Linked DNA regions of Sus scrofa: region 2 is linked to region 1. The links are chromatin contacts, called in public Hi-C maps. All regions are on one chromosome and are shown on one strand. Each heading gives the region's core, a stretch centred on a gene start, on an enhancer-like site or on the middle of the called end of the contact. The rest is flanking DNA. Distances are from core to core; before and after follow the strand shown. Region 1 has its middle 16 kb from the start of HES1. Region 2 has its middle 31 kb from the start of CPN2.

Evidence for each region. Hi-C and Micro-C count contacts between places; a contact is called where the count stands out from the background.
Region 2: a Hi-C map of mesenteric adipose tissue shows a contact between it and region 1, with 1.9 times the contacts expected there. The contact joins two enhancer-like sites. A contact is called at or near these places in 1 of 5 promoter capture datasets (liver), 12 of 47 Hi-C or Micro-C datasets (adipose tissue, embryonic fibroblasts, fetal heart ventricle and 6 more) and 2 of 2 datasets of contacts at active chromatin or transcription factors (alveolar macrophages and skeletal muscle).

What each region holds. Positions count from the first base shown.
Region 1 is chr13:131,148,942-131,154,661 of Sscrofa11.1, forward strand. No RefSeq gene overlaps it. Among named protein-coding and RNA genes, the nearest start is that of HES1, 16 kb to the left of the region's middle. Within about 2 kb of position 3,345, at least 5 of the 83 cell types and tissues checked have an H3K27ac peak or open chromatin away from gene starts, as enhancers often do. A contact at or near this core is called in mesenteric adipose tissue and subcutaneous adipose tissue, where this site is marked.
Region 2 is chr13:131,303,385-131,309,335 of Sscrofa11.1, forward strand. No RefSeq gene overlaps it. Among named protein-coding and RNA genes, the nearest start is that of CPN2, 31 kb to the right of the region's middle. Within about 2 kb of position 1,722, at least 26 of the 83 cell types and tissues checked have an H3K27ac peak or open chromatin away from gene starts, as enhancers often do. A contact at or near this core is called in mesenteric adipose tissue and subcutaneous adipose tissue, where this site is marked.

The DNA of each region.
Region 1 (5,720 bases), core at 2,095-4,594:
TCTCAAAGAGAGTAGATGGCTTGGCCAAGGTGGCAGCTGGAAAGTGACAGGGGGGGTCTCTCCAGAACCCACATCTTCTGGCCATAGTGCCACACTTCCCTCTTTCTCTGCAGAAATGGACGAGACTGAGCCCCACTCCCTAAGCCCATCTCTATGGTTGCACGAGTACCCCTTCCCTGATGATGGCCAAGAGCAAACAAACCTAGATTGAGTCTCTGCGGTCCATGCACTTTCGCTACATACATAACTAGAACCAACTTGGAGGAGCTGGAAATCCGTTCTCCCACTCCTGCTTGGCTACCTTAGCAGGTGTAATGGAATCTCTCAGGGCGTGAAAACTGCAGGGCTCATCCCTCCTTCTGTCCACTGAGTGGCAGAAAAATTAGTGCAATCAAAGGCAAGCTTCTTTCACATGTAAAGCTTAATGATCCTCAGCACAAATGAGTTGTCAGGAATTTTTCAGAACCGAAAATCATAGAAAGAGAATGGGAAAATAAATTCTATCCAATTCTGAAGATTCTAGTTGTGTGGCCAGTTTGAGAAAGAGTCCTTCTTTAATAGGTGAATGAATCACACTGTGACCCATAGAAACCAATGGAAAAAATCAGATACGGGTATAACAAGGGGTTCTAAAGCACCAGCCATGTTGGGAAGGCCATCCAGAAAAGCAGCCAATACAGGACAGCTGTTTGCAGTGTCCCCCGGCCACTGCAAAGCAGTTGCTGAATTTCCAGATATAGCTTGTGCTATCTCTGGGAGTTCCCTGGTGGCCCAGCGGTTAAGGATCTGGCAGTGTCACTGCTGTGGCATGGGTTGGAGCTCTGGTCTGGGAACTTCCACATGCCAAGGGTATGACAAAAAACAAAACAAAACAAAAAAACCCCACAAACAAACAAAACAAAAAACAGCTCTCTGTCGGGGCTGCCTAGTCAGTCACCAAGAATTTGTGTAGCACCTACTCCATTCAAAGCACTGTTCCAGGCACCACAGTTTCTGCAATGAACAAAACAGACCAGGCCACACCTCTTAGCGAGCACACATCCCACTGTGGAAAAGACAATAAAAAAAGAAAAGAAATGAAGGAGAGAACGTCTGCTAATGGTAAATATTATGAAGAGACTAAAATCGGGTGCTATGATAGAAGGGACAGAAGTGGGGCTGGGGTATCATTTAGAATGGATGATCCCAGAAGGTCTCACTGAGTCGGTGACTCCTGAAGCCAACAAGGCCAGCAAAACAAAAAGCCCAGCCTCATATTGCAGGCCCAGACAGTGAAGGTGGAAAATGTCACCTCTGGCCAGCCTGGGTACAGTTTGTGGTACAGGGCCACAGAGAACCAGTGTCATTGGCTGCTGTTTCACGACAATACAATTACTAAGACCTTCTCTACAGTTTGTGAAGCACTTGAAATATTCAAAGTAGAAGCTAATTCAGAGATATCTGGTCCAATCCCTTTGTTTCCTGCAAGAAGAGGTGGGGTCTGTGGTGCGGCCTGGCTTTGTGTTCATGTGTTCATTCCATAGCTGTCTTCTGAGCTTCACCTTGTACACGATATGACCCCTGGGGATGCAGAGATGAACAGATATGAAAGCCTTCAAGGAGGTCCCCCTCTAGAGCGGGACATGGTATGTGGACCACATGGAGGGCAAAGAGCTGAAAATCATCCAGGACCCCACCTGGATCTAGCCAGGGGCTCAGCCAGATCTAGAACCCAGGCCCCAGATCTCCAGTCCTAGGCTTTTTCTGCTTTGATTCTTCCCCCTCCCGCCCAATATCTCAAGCGGTTTGTTTTGTTGTTGTTGTTGTTGTGTCTTTTTTTTTTTTTTTTTTTGGTCTTTTTGCCATTTCTTGGGCTGCTCCCATGGCATATGGAGGTTCCCAAGCTAGGGGTCGAATCGGAGCCATAGCCACCGGCGGCCTATACCACAGCCACAGCAATGTGGGATCTGAGCCACATCTGCGACCTACACCACAGCTCACGGCACTGCTGGATCCTTAACCCACTGAGCGAGGCCAGACAGAGATCAAACCTGAAACCTCATGGTTCCTAGTTGGATTCATTAACCACTGAGCCACGACGGGAACTCCCCCAATATCTCAGGTCTTAATTTACTATTCCTTCACCTGGAAAAAAATGTCTCCTGTGTACAGTTCACTCTCACCATCCATTTGGTTGATATTTAGCCTTTGGGTCTCACCTTGGACTCTACCTCCTCAGAAGCCTCGCCTAACCCTCCTCCTTATGAATATTTCTGTTGAGTTTCCACTGAGTGCTATGCTGCCATTGGTATTTCTCCCATGACCCGCATAGCACACGGGCTGTGAGCTGCCCTTTAAGGCCACCCTGCATCCTCAGGACCTTTACAATGCCTGGCACACAGTAGGGGCTCTGTAAAGCTCAGTTGAGTAAGTAGGCAAATAAGTATACGAGCGACTGTCACCTACCCCTGCCTCCGAGGCAAGCTTTGTCTCTGCTTGCCCTCTCTTCTTCCTCCCCTCCTTCTGTCCCTTCCTTTCCCACATCCAGGCATGACCTCAGACCCCAGGACACCTGCTTGCTCCACCAGGGCTTCACCGATATGAGCCTTCTGCGAAGTGCCCAGGAGACTGACCGTAGCCTGCTGAGCCACTGGAGAGCCCCAAAGAGCCCTGCCCAAGCCCGTTTCTCCCAGCCCCTTCCCATGGGACTGAGAAGACCTCTGTAACCCTGCATGTAAGCACAGCTCAGCCCCATAAAGCCACCTGTTCCTTAGCAGCGTCCCAAGGGCATCAACAGCACCCACTCACAGAACCAGCCTGAAATGAACAATCAGAGTGGCTGTTAGGATATGGCTGGTTTTACTTTCCTTTCCCTGTTTCCCAAATACTCCACAAATAGTTATGCTACTTTTGTTTTTGTTTTTGGCTGCCCTGCAGCATATGGAGGGATCGGATCCCTGGGCCAGGGAACCGATCCAAGCCACAGTTGTAGTTGCGAACTATGATGTAGCTGTGGCAGAGATGGATCCTTTAACCCCCGCGCCTGGCTGGGGATTGAACCTGTGACCCAGTGCTCCCAAGATGCTGCCAATCCTGTTGTACCACAGAGGGAAATCCAATATGCTACGTGTATAGCTTCAATGTTTATACATTAAAAATGCCTTTGATAATAACTTAGAGGAAATATCTCCCTTTCCTGAATGCCAGCTATCTTAATGACTGGTACAATCAGCTCAACATTTAATTATTATTATTTCCCTGGGTCCTGAGAGTCTTTGTCAGGGCTCTCACTGTTAGCACGGCACCCAGAGACATTCGAGGCTTTTCTTTACACGCCTCTGCTAAGATGACTCAGGGCCTGCTGGCGTGTTGTAGCTACTCAGAAAACACTGCTGGGCTCCTCTGCTCACCAACAGGATTCAAGTCAGCCTGAGGATTGAGGGGAACCCTCCCCTCCATCTCCGCCCTGCTCCACTCTCTTCCCAATCTTGATGGCTAAGGAGGATCTTTAAAGCCCTGAATTCAGCCCTCCAGTAGATTTTGGTGGAGGCAAATTTGTTGTCATCCCCCTAGGAGAGAAGCAGAGTTTTCCTCTTCCTCTTAATTCTGGTCCAGCCCTGTAACTGTTTTAATGAATAGAAGGCAACAGAGAGGCTGCTGGGTCAGTCCTGGGCTCCGACCTTAAGAAGCCCGGGCAGTCTCTTCTTTTGCACACTCGGGGGCCCTGAGCTGCCGTGTAAAAAGTCAGCTGTGTGGGAGTTCCCATCATGGTGCAGTGGAAACGAATCCGACTAAGAACCATGAGGTTGTGGGTTCGACCCCTGGCCTCGCTCAGTGGGTTAAGGATCCTGCGCTGCTGTGACCTGTGGTGTAGTTCACAGACATGGCTTGGATCTGGTGTTGCTGTGGCTGCGGTGTAGGCCGGCAGCAACAGTTCCGATGAGACCCCTAGCCTGGAAACCTCCATATGCTGTGGGTATGGCCCTAAAAAAACCAAAGACAAAAAAAAAAAAAAAAAGAAAAAAGAGAAAGAAATCAGCTGCGCTGTGGGGAGACCAGGTGGAGCAACCTCCCCGAGAGGGATAAGCCTCAAGACCATGTGGAGAGAGATCCTGCGACCCCAGCAGCCCAGCTGAGCTTGGCCTTTCAGCCATCACTGCTGAGGCATCAGGCAGGCGAGCGAACCACCTTGGGTGTTGCAGCTGGTGGGGTCCTGAAATAGCTGCAGCGCGTGGAGCAGAGCTGAGCCCAGTCAACCCACAGCATGATGAGGGATCCTAGAATGGTGATTGTTTTAGACCTGTTAGAGCTGGCTCCCCAGTCAAACCAACGCACGCTGTTCCTGTGACAAAGCTGGGGGCATTGCTCACCGCAGTGAGGGTGACCACCACCTGGCAGTTTTGTCAGTGTCCCCAAAGAGGGAAGGGAAGGTCAGAACTTAGTGATAATTGGAGGCTTGTTTTAAGGCAGCTTTGCAATAAGGCAACCTGATTGGAACTGGGCAAAAATCACCATTGCACGATCCACAAACTGGCGGATACCGCAGGGCAAGGATTTCCAGTTGGGAAATGCAGAGCACAAACTGCTTGTCGATGTTTTCCATTTAAGAATGATGGGAAGTTGCTTTAATGAGCAATCCAACCACTTTCTTTGGCAGGAGACTCCTGGAGAAATAAAGTCTCACTGATGAAGACAGAGGAATAATAAAGGCCTGCTAATGAAGACAGAAATATTGCACAAAGTCACCTCAACGTAAAAGGGATGTTAATAAGATATGGTTTCTGTTCAGTGTCCAGACTGATCGTGGGGCCAGCTGGTTTCAGTTCTCAAGCCACTCAGTTTGAGGGTGGTTTGTTACACAGCAGTAAACAATCCAGACACTCTTTTTTTTTTTTTTGGTCTTTTTAGGGCTGCTTCCACGGCATATGGAGGTTCCCAGGCTAGGGGTCCAATCGGAGCTGTAGCCACCAGTCTACGCCACAGCCACAGCAATGCCAGATCCAAGCCGTGTCTGTGACCTACACCACAGCCCACGACGATGCCAGATCCTTAACACCCTGAGCAAGGCCAGGGTTCAAACCTGTGTCCTCACAGATGCTAGTCGGATGCCTTTCCGCTGAGCCACATCAGGAACTCCTGCAGACACTCCTCACTCCTCCTGCTTTTCAATGGTTTTCGACTTCTCTATTCACTCATTTATCCAATATTTATTAAACACCCATTAGGTGCCAGACCTGGAGGTACAAAGCAAAAGAATGCAAATGGGGGTCCCAGCTTTCTCAGAGCTGAAGTTGCTCTCTATTGACAAAGTCTCCTGAGGAAAATAAAATAAGGTGATGACATAGTGTGGTGGGGAGTGGGGGAGGAATCTTTTGTTGAAGAGAACGTCGGCACTGGCTGACCTGTGAAGGGTGGAAGGATCCAGCGAGTCAAGCTCTCAGGTGAGAACATGACAGGCAGGGCCACAGCCGGGGAATGCCTGATGGAAAGAGCACTGCTGTGCCTGGGAACAGCAAAGCCAGCGTGCCTGAAACATGCTCACCAAGGGGACCGTGACCATCACGGAAGCCACAAAGGCTGGCAGGTGGCACAGGGCCTTGCCAGTCTCGGTGAGGAATTGGGTCTGACCCTAAAGGCAATGGAGAACCCATGGAGCAGTGATGCCAACAGAGAGCAAATGTGAGCCACATCTGCAATTTTTTTTTTTTTCTTTTTACGGCCACACCTGTGGCATATGGAAG
Region 2 (5,951 bases), core at 472-2,971, 150 kb after region 1:
CGCACTTGCAGCATATGGAGGTCCCAAGGCTAGGGGTCGAATCAGAGCTGTAGCTGCCAGCCTACGCCACAGCCACAGCAACAAGATCCAAGCTACGGCTCACGGCAACGCTGGATCCTTAACCCACTGAGCGAGGATAGGGATCGAACCTGTGTCCTCGTGGATGCTAGTCAGTTTCATTTCCGCTGAACCATGACCAGAACTCCAATAAATGTTTTTTATTTTTTAATTAAGCCACCCAATAAATGGCATTTTGTTAGAGCAGTCCAAGCTGACTAAGACACCTATTATGACTGACTTGTTTCTTATGCTTGTCTTGTTCTCCCCAATCAGGGAAGCTCGATGAAGGCAGGACCTGCCTTGTTCACTGCTGACTCCCACGGGCTTGAAACAGCTTGGGTTGGTAATATCTGCTTAAAAGGACAGACTGAATGAGGATGTGGTTCTAATGCAGTGACCCATGTGAGAGGAAACACAAGTGTTGGTATTAGCCAGATAAGAGATTGGACCCCAACCTAAATGTCCATTGACATTTCAATGGATTAAGAAGATGTGGTATATATACACAATGGAATATTACTCAGCCATAAAAAAGAACAAAATAATGCCATTTGCAGCAACATGGATGGAACTAGAGACTCTCATGAGTGAGGTAAGTCAGAAAGAGAAAGACAAATACATTATGATATCAATTATATATGGAATCTAATATACCGCACAAATGAACCTTTCCACAGAAAAGAAACTCATGGACTTGAAGAACAGACTTGTGGTTGCCAAGGGGGAGGGGGAGGGAGTGGAATGGACTGGGAATTTGGGGTTAATAGATGCAAACTATTGCCTTTGTAATGGATAAGCAATGAGATCCTGCTGTATAGCACTGGGAACTATATCTAGTCACTTATGATGGAGCATGATAATGTGAGAAAAAAAGAGTGTATATATCTATGTGTGACTGGGTCACCTTGCTGTACAGTAAAAAACTGACAGAATACTATAAACCAGCTATAATGAAAAAAATGGAAATCATTTTTTAAAAATAAAAAATAAAAATAAAAGGACAGACTGAATGAGGATGAGGTTCTAATGCAGTAACCCAGGTGAGAGGAAAAGCATGAGTGTTGCTATTCGCCAGACGAGAGGTTGGATCCCAACTCTGCTCACTTCTATGTGACTTCAGACACTTTAGACTCAGCTTTCTTTGAGCATCAGCTTTCTCATCTGTGACATGGAGGCAGTACCTCCTTCCTAGTGACGCCACATGAAGATCCAGTACAGATTCGGCACAGAGCACTGCTCCCCCAGCCTCATTCTTTCCTCCTTCCCTGTCATCTGGGTAGCATTTTGCATTCAGTGGCCTCAGAGCAGAAAACGTGCCTGAAGCCTCCCAAATGGGGTAGAAGTGCATTCTGCTTCTCATCAGGTGGAGAGAGGCAGGGAGGACAAGGTAACAGGCCACCCGGCAGGGACAGGGGTAAGTCATTCCGCTGGCTCCCTCTGCAACTCAGAGGACACACCCTCCCTCCCTCCATCCCTCCAACCCTTCCACCAGCAGGCATGAACATGAGCTTTCTGAGAGTAAACAGACAATAAATCACTAGCTGGGCTCCCCACCACACCCCCCCCACCCGCCCCCAAAAGCAGCATCATTCAAGACCTCAGGCGGAGAGGGCACGTGCTTGGAGTCTGCAATGTGGAAGCGAGCATTCCTCAGGAAACAGCCCAGCCAGTTTCCCTGGGGCCTTTGGAGTAAGTCCCAGGGACCCTGCCAGCCCCACCTGGAGGGACTTAAACTACAGCACAGGGCTTCGGGCAAGGTGGGAACAGGATTTCCTGATGGTGAGCCTGGAATAGGCGACTGAGGTTACAGACAGAATCTTTTTTCTCTGGGTTTTATGAAACTGATAGGAATTGGAGGCAGAGACCCAGAAAACAGGAAACGTCTACACACACACACACACACACACACACACACACACACACACACACACAGATACATGTTACATAACCCAAAGAGAGGGAAAGAGGCACTCCCAGTGGAGTAGGGTCAGAGTCTCTGTCAACACGGAAAACAGAACTGTGGCGGGGACACGTCAAAGTCCTGAACCTATGTCCCACTCTACTCTGGTCACTCTTCTGCTAACTGCCCAGTGGCTCTGGGTCCTCCCTCCTGCCCTGCCCTAATTTCTTACCCACACGACAAGAGTTCGAATCCCCTTGCTCCTCCTCAAGCATCTGCTTCCTAAGTCCCTGACTTCCCACTGGGCTCTGGCCAGATGCACTGCCAAGGCAACTGGGAAACTGGCCCAAACACTCGGCTCCCTGGATCCCCTTGGCTGCCACCCACCTGCCAGACTCTCTGAGATCCAATCTGGGGCTCAGCCCTTTACTTTCAGAAGCTATGCTGGAAGGTGCCTGATCCGTCCTGATCTGCTACACCTCTTCCCTGGCCTTCAGTCCCCTGAGGGGGCCCATACCAGGCAGGTGAACTCCTCTCTGAGCCCTAGGGTGGCTGTTTCCAGCCAGCATCCTGCTGTGTCTGCTGCTCCAGGGTCAGGCTGAACCTTGGAAGGATAGCTGCCTCTGGCAAGGGGTCTGCTCATCTGGATTCTAAGAGAGACTAATATTCGCCAAATTAAGCCAACTGGCTCCCCTTGGAACCCAGCCATCACACCTTCAACGCTGCCTAAGCGTGTCCAACCTGGCACCCAGCAGCAGTTCTGACGGATTCATTTGAGACGGGCTCTGTTGAGAACCAGCTATGTAACCTTGAGCAAGTCCCTTCCCTCGTTTTCCCCATCTAGGCTGGCCTGGATCACTGCCACCTGCCCACTGTTGACCATCTGTGTCTCTCTCTTCTTCTGTGGCTGCAGGGAATGCCCACCCCACATGGTCAGGAGGGGCAGGGTTGTGAAATGGAAGAACTAGGAACAGACACTCAGGGTCAAGGTCAGAGCAGGAATGAAGCCTGCTTCCTGCTTCTCAGAATGACCTCCTCTCTTCCTCTTGGAGGTGTGAGCTGCCGAAGTCAGAAGGGTCACCAGGCATCATCCAGACCAGAGGTGTTCATGCTGATTTTACCCACAAAGCCTTTCTCCAGATGAAATCTCACACAGCAGCCCAGAAGATCAAACACAGTGGAGGGGAGCAAAAGCAGTGGTGAAATGGAGCATTTATAATAAAGGCAACTCTAACGGCGCATTTATGATAAAGGCAGCTCTGGCATCCTGGCTGGGAAAAGCAACTCCAGGGATGTGCTCAGCTGATGCAGAAAGCTAGATAGTAGAGTATGACCGAATCTGACCAGGCTCTCTCCTCTAGAATAAATCCCCACCCCTGCCTAAAAAAAGTTAAAAAATTTTTTTTAAATTAAAAAAAAAAAACAAGAGTTCCCGTCGTGGCGCAGTGGTTAACGAATCCGACTAGGAACCTTGGGGTTGCGGGTTCCATCCCTGGCCTTGCTCAGCGGGTTAAGCATCTGGCGTTGCCATGAGCTGTGGTGTTGGTTGCAGATGCGGCTCGGATGATACCGCATTGCTGTGGCTCTGGCATAGGCCGGTGGCTACGGCTCCGATTCGACCCCTAGCCTGGGAACCTCCATATGCCACGGGAAGAGGCCCTAGAAAAAGGCAAAAAGACCAAAAAAAAAAAAAAAAAACCAAACTTATCAACAACCAGAACTCACCATAACTCATCTGCATCAACATAATGTTCCTTACAAATATCACTGGCTTATCATATTAAACCTAGGCAATCTCTGGCGGCATCTCTTCCACTTCTACGTATGAAAACACATCACCTTGGAATACCTGATACAACTCAGATAAAAGAGAAAAGGAGCAGGCAGCAGGGCAGGAACTGAGCCATGGACAGCTAAGGAGAAGAGAAACTCAGAAAGAAAAAGAAAGGTAAGAGTTGGTTCCTGCAGCTGACCAAGCAGATTGGAGGATCTGGGCTGGGGAACTAGGGTCTATTAGATTTCTCGGGACCCTTAGGGTCCTGATGAGACAGGGGAGGGGCAGGGAGCTTGTGGGGGAGGGTGGGAAAGGATTCTGGTGCCTTGGTCAGGTGGAAATGGGGAGGGGCTTCCTTCCCCATCATCGGAGGAGCCTTAACAAAAGGCTAGGTACCCTGGATAAGCCTGGGGTCTTGCCTGGAGGAGGTGGGCAGCAGGGCTGACCTAATGAAGAACCTGTGCCAAGCGGCTGCAACGGCCGCATCTGCCCAGTACCGAGCCTATCACTGACGTCAAGCGCGGCGGGGCCGCGGCCAGCACTAACTAGATACAGATGCATGAGGGAGGGCCGCCTCGGCCAGGAGCCGCTCCCGCTGGCGCCGGTCCGCCAGCCCCAGAGCTGCTCGAGCCGCAGGTGGGGAGGAGCCTGAACCGCAGCCGCCCAGCCTCCCAGACGGCGCAACAGCGCGCCCTACTGGCCATGGTCCAGAGAGCGCGTCCAGGAGCCCCGCAGGCTTAGGCGTGGGGCCTGACCTCTTCCGTACATTCTAACACTCATCAGGTGACTGGGCTTACAACACAGTCACTCGGTGAGCTTGAAAAAAATCCTATTGCCCAGGAGGCGCCCCATTTTGATTAAATTAGAAACCCTGGGAGAGGGACCTGGATGCCAGTATTTTTAAAAAACTCTTGAGGCATTTCCTACGTACCTCCAAATTCAGAACCTGTTCCCTTAAAGCAGTGGTTCCTACTGCTTTGAGCGTGCATCAGAATCCCTGCAAGGCTGTTAAAACCTGGAGTTTCTGCCTCGGTAGGAATGCAGTGGGGCCTAACTAGCTCTATCAAGGTCCCAGGACCTACCTTGAGAACCAGGGCTAAACTGTGGACCAGGATACACAGCACTGGTATCAGCTGGGACTTGCTAGAAATGCAGATTTGAGGCCCCATCTCGGATCCGCTGAATCAGAGTCTGCATTTTATCTAGCTGCATCAGGGTTTAGAAGTGCTGCTCTGATTACTGTTTGGTCAGGCCTCCTATGATCAGGCTGTGCTGAGTGCTGACAAACCCTCCCTACAGCTTCCCCCAAAATCCTTGGATCAGAGGCGGAGTTCCTGCTGTAGACAGTGGGTTAAGGATTCAGTGTTGCTGCAGCTGTGGTGTAGGCTGCAGCTCCAGATCAGATTCCTTTCCTGGCCTGGGAATTTCCATAGGCCACAGATACAGAAAAAAAAAAAAAAATCTCTGGATCAGAGAGCTAGATGGAATGTTCCAGATTACCTGAGCCAATTCTCTTGAACGACAGATGGGGAAAAAGAGGCCCAGAGAAAGGAAAGAATTTGCCCAGGGTCAATTATCCTGGGTGCCCAAAGTTCATGTACTCACCCCCTCTTCTTCCTCAGGGGGTGGTCCTTGTGAGCTATGACCTTACTCCTCCATAGGTCAGGCACCTTATGAACTTCAGAGGGGGCCTGTGGAGGCCCAGGTCTTTCCTGTCCTATCTGCCTGGGCGTGCGCTGAGGCAGGGTGCAGAAACACAGGAAAACTGCACCGGAGAACACAGTGGGAGGTGGCCTGCAGAGATGACACAGGGAGGGGCTGGCTTTGAGAGTTGGGTGTCAGCCACTGAGCCTAGGTTTGTCAAGAGTCATACTCATTTTTTGTTCACAATTATTCCTCTGACTTCTCAGGGAAGAGACAGATCAGAGGCCCACCTCATAGACACCTGTCTTAGAGGTGGGGTGCACTGAGCACAAAGTCCCCAAAGTGGGCTGGATGGTCAGCTCTGGCTGCAGCTCCTGGTGGGTTTCTGTCTTTTTTTGGTCATTATTCATGCAGGCACTCTAAGGGGCACAGAGAGTCCGGGTGGAGAGAACAGAAAAACACACAAATAAATGACCACGAAATAGGTAACACGAGGAGGTTGTGCTGTTCGGGGGAGTGGGAGGAGGGATGGCATTTGGAGTGGGTGGGAGGAGGGATGGCATTTGGAGCGGG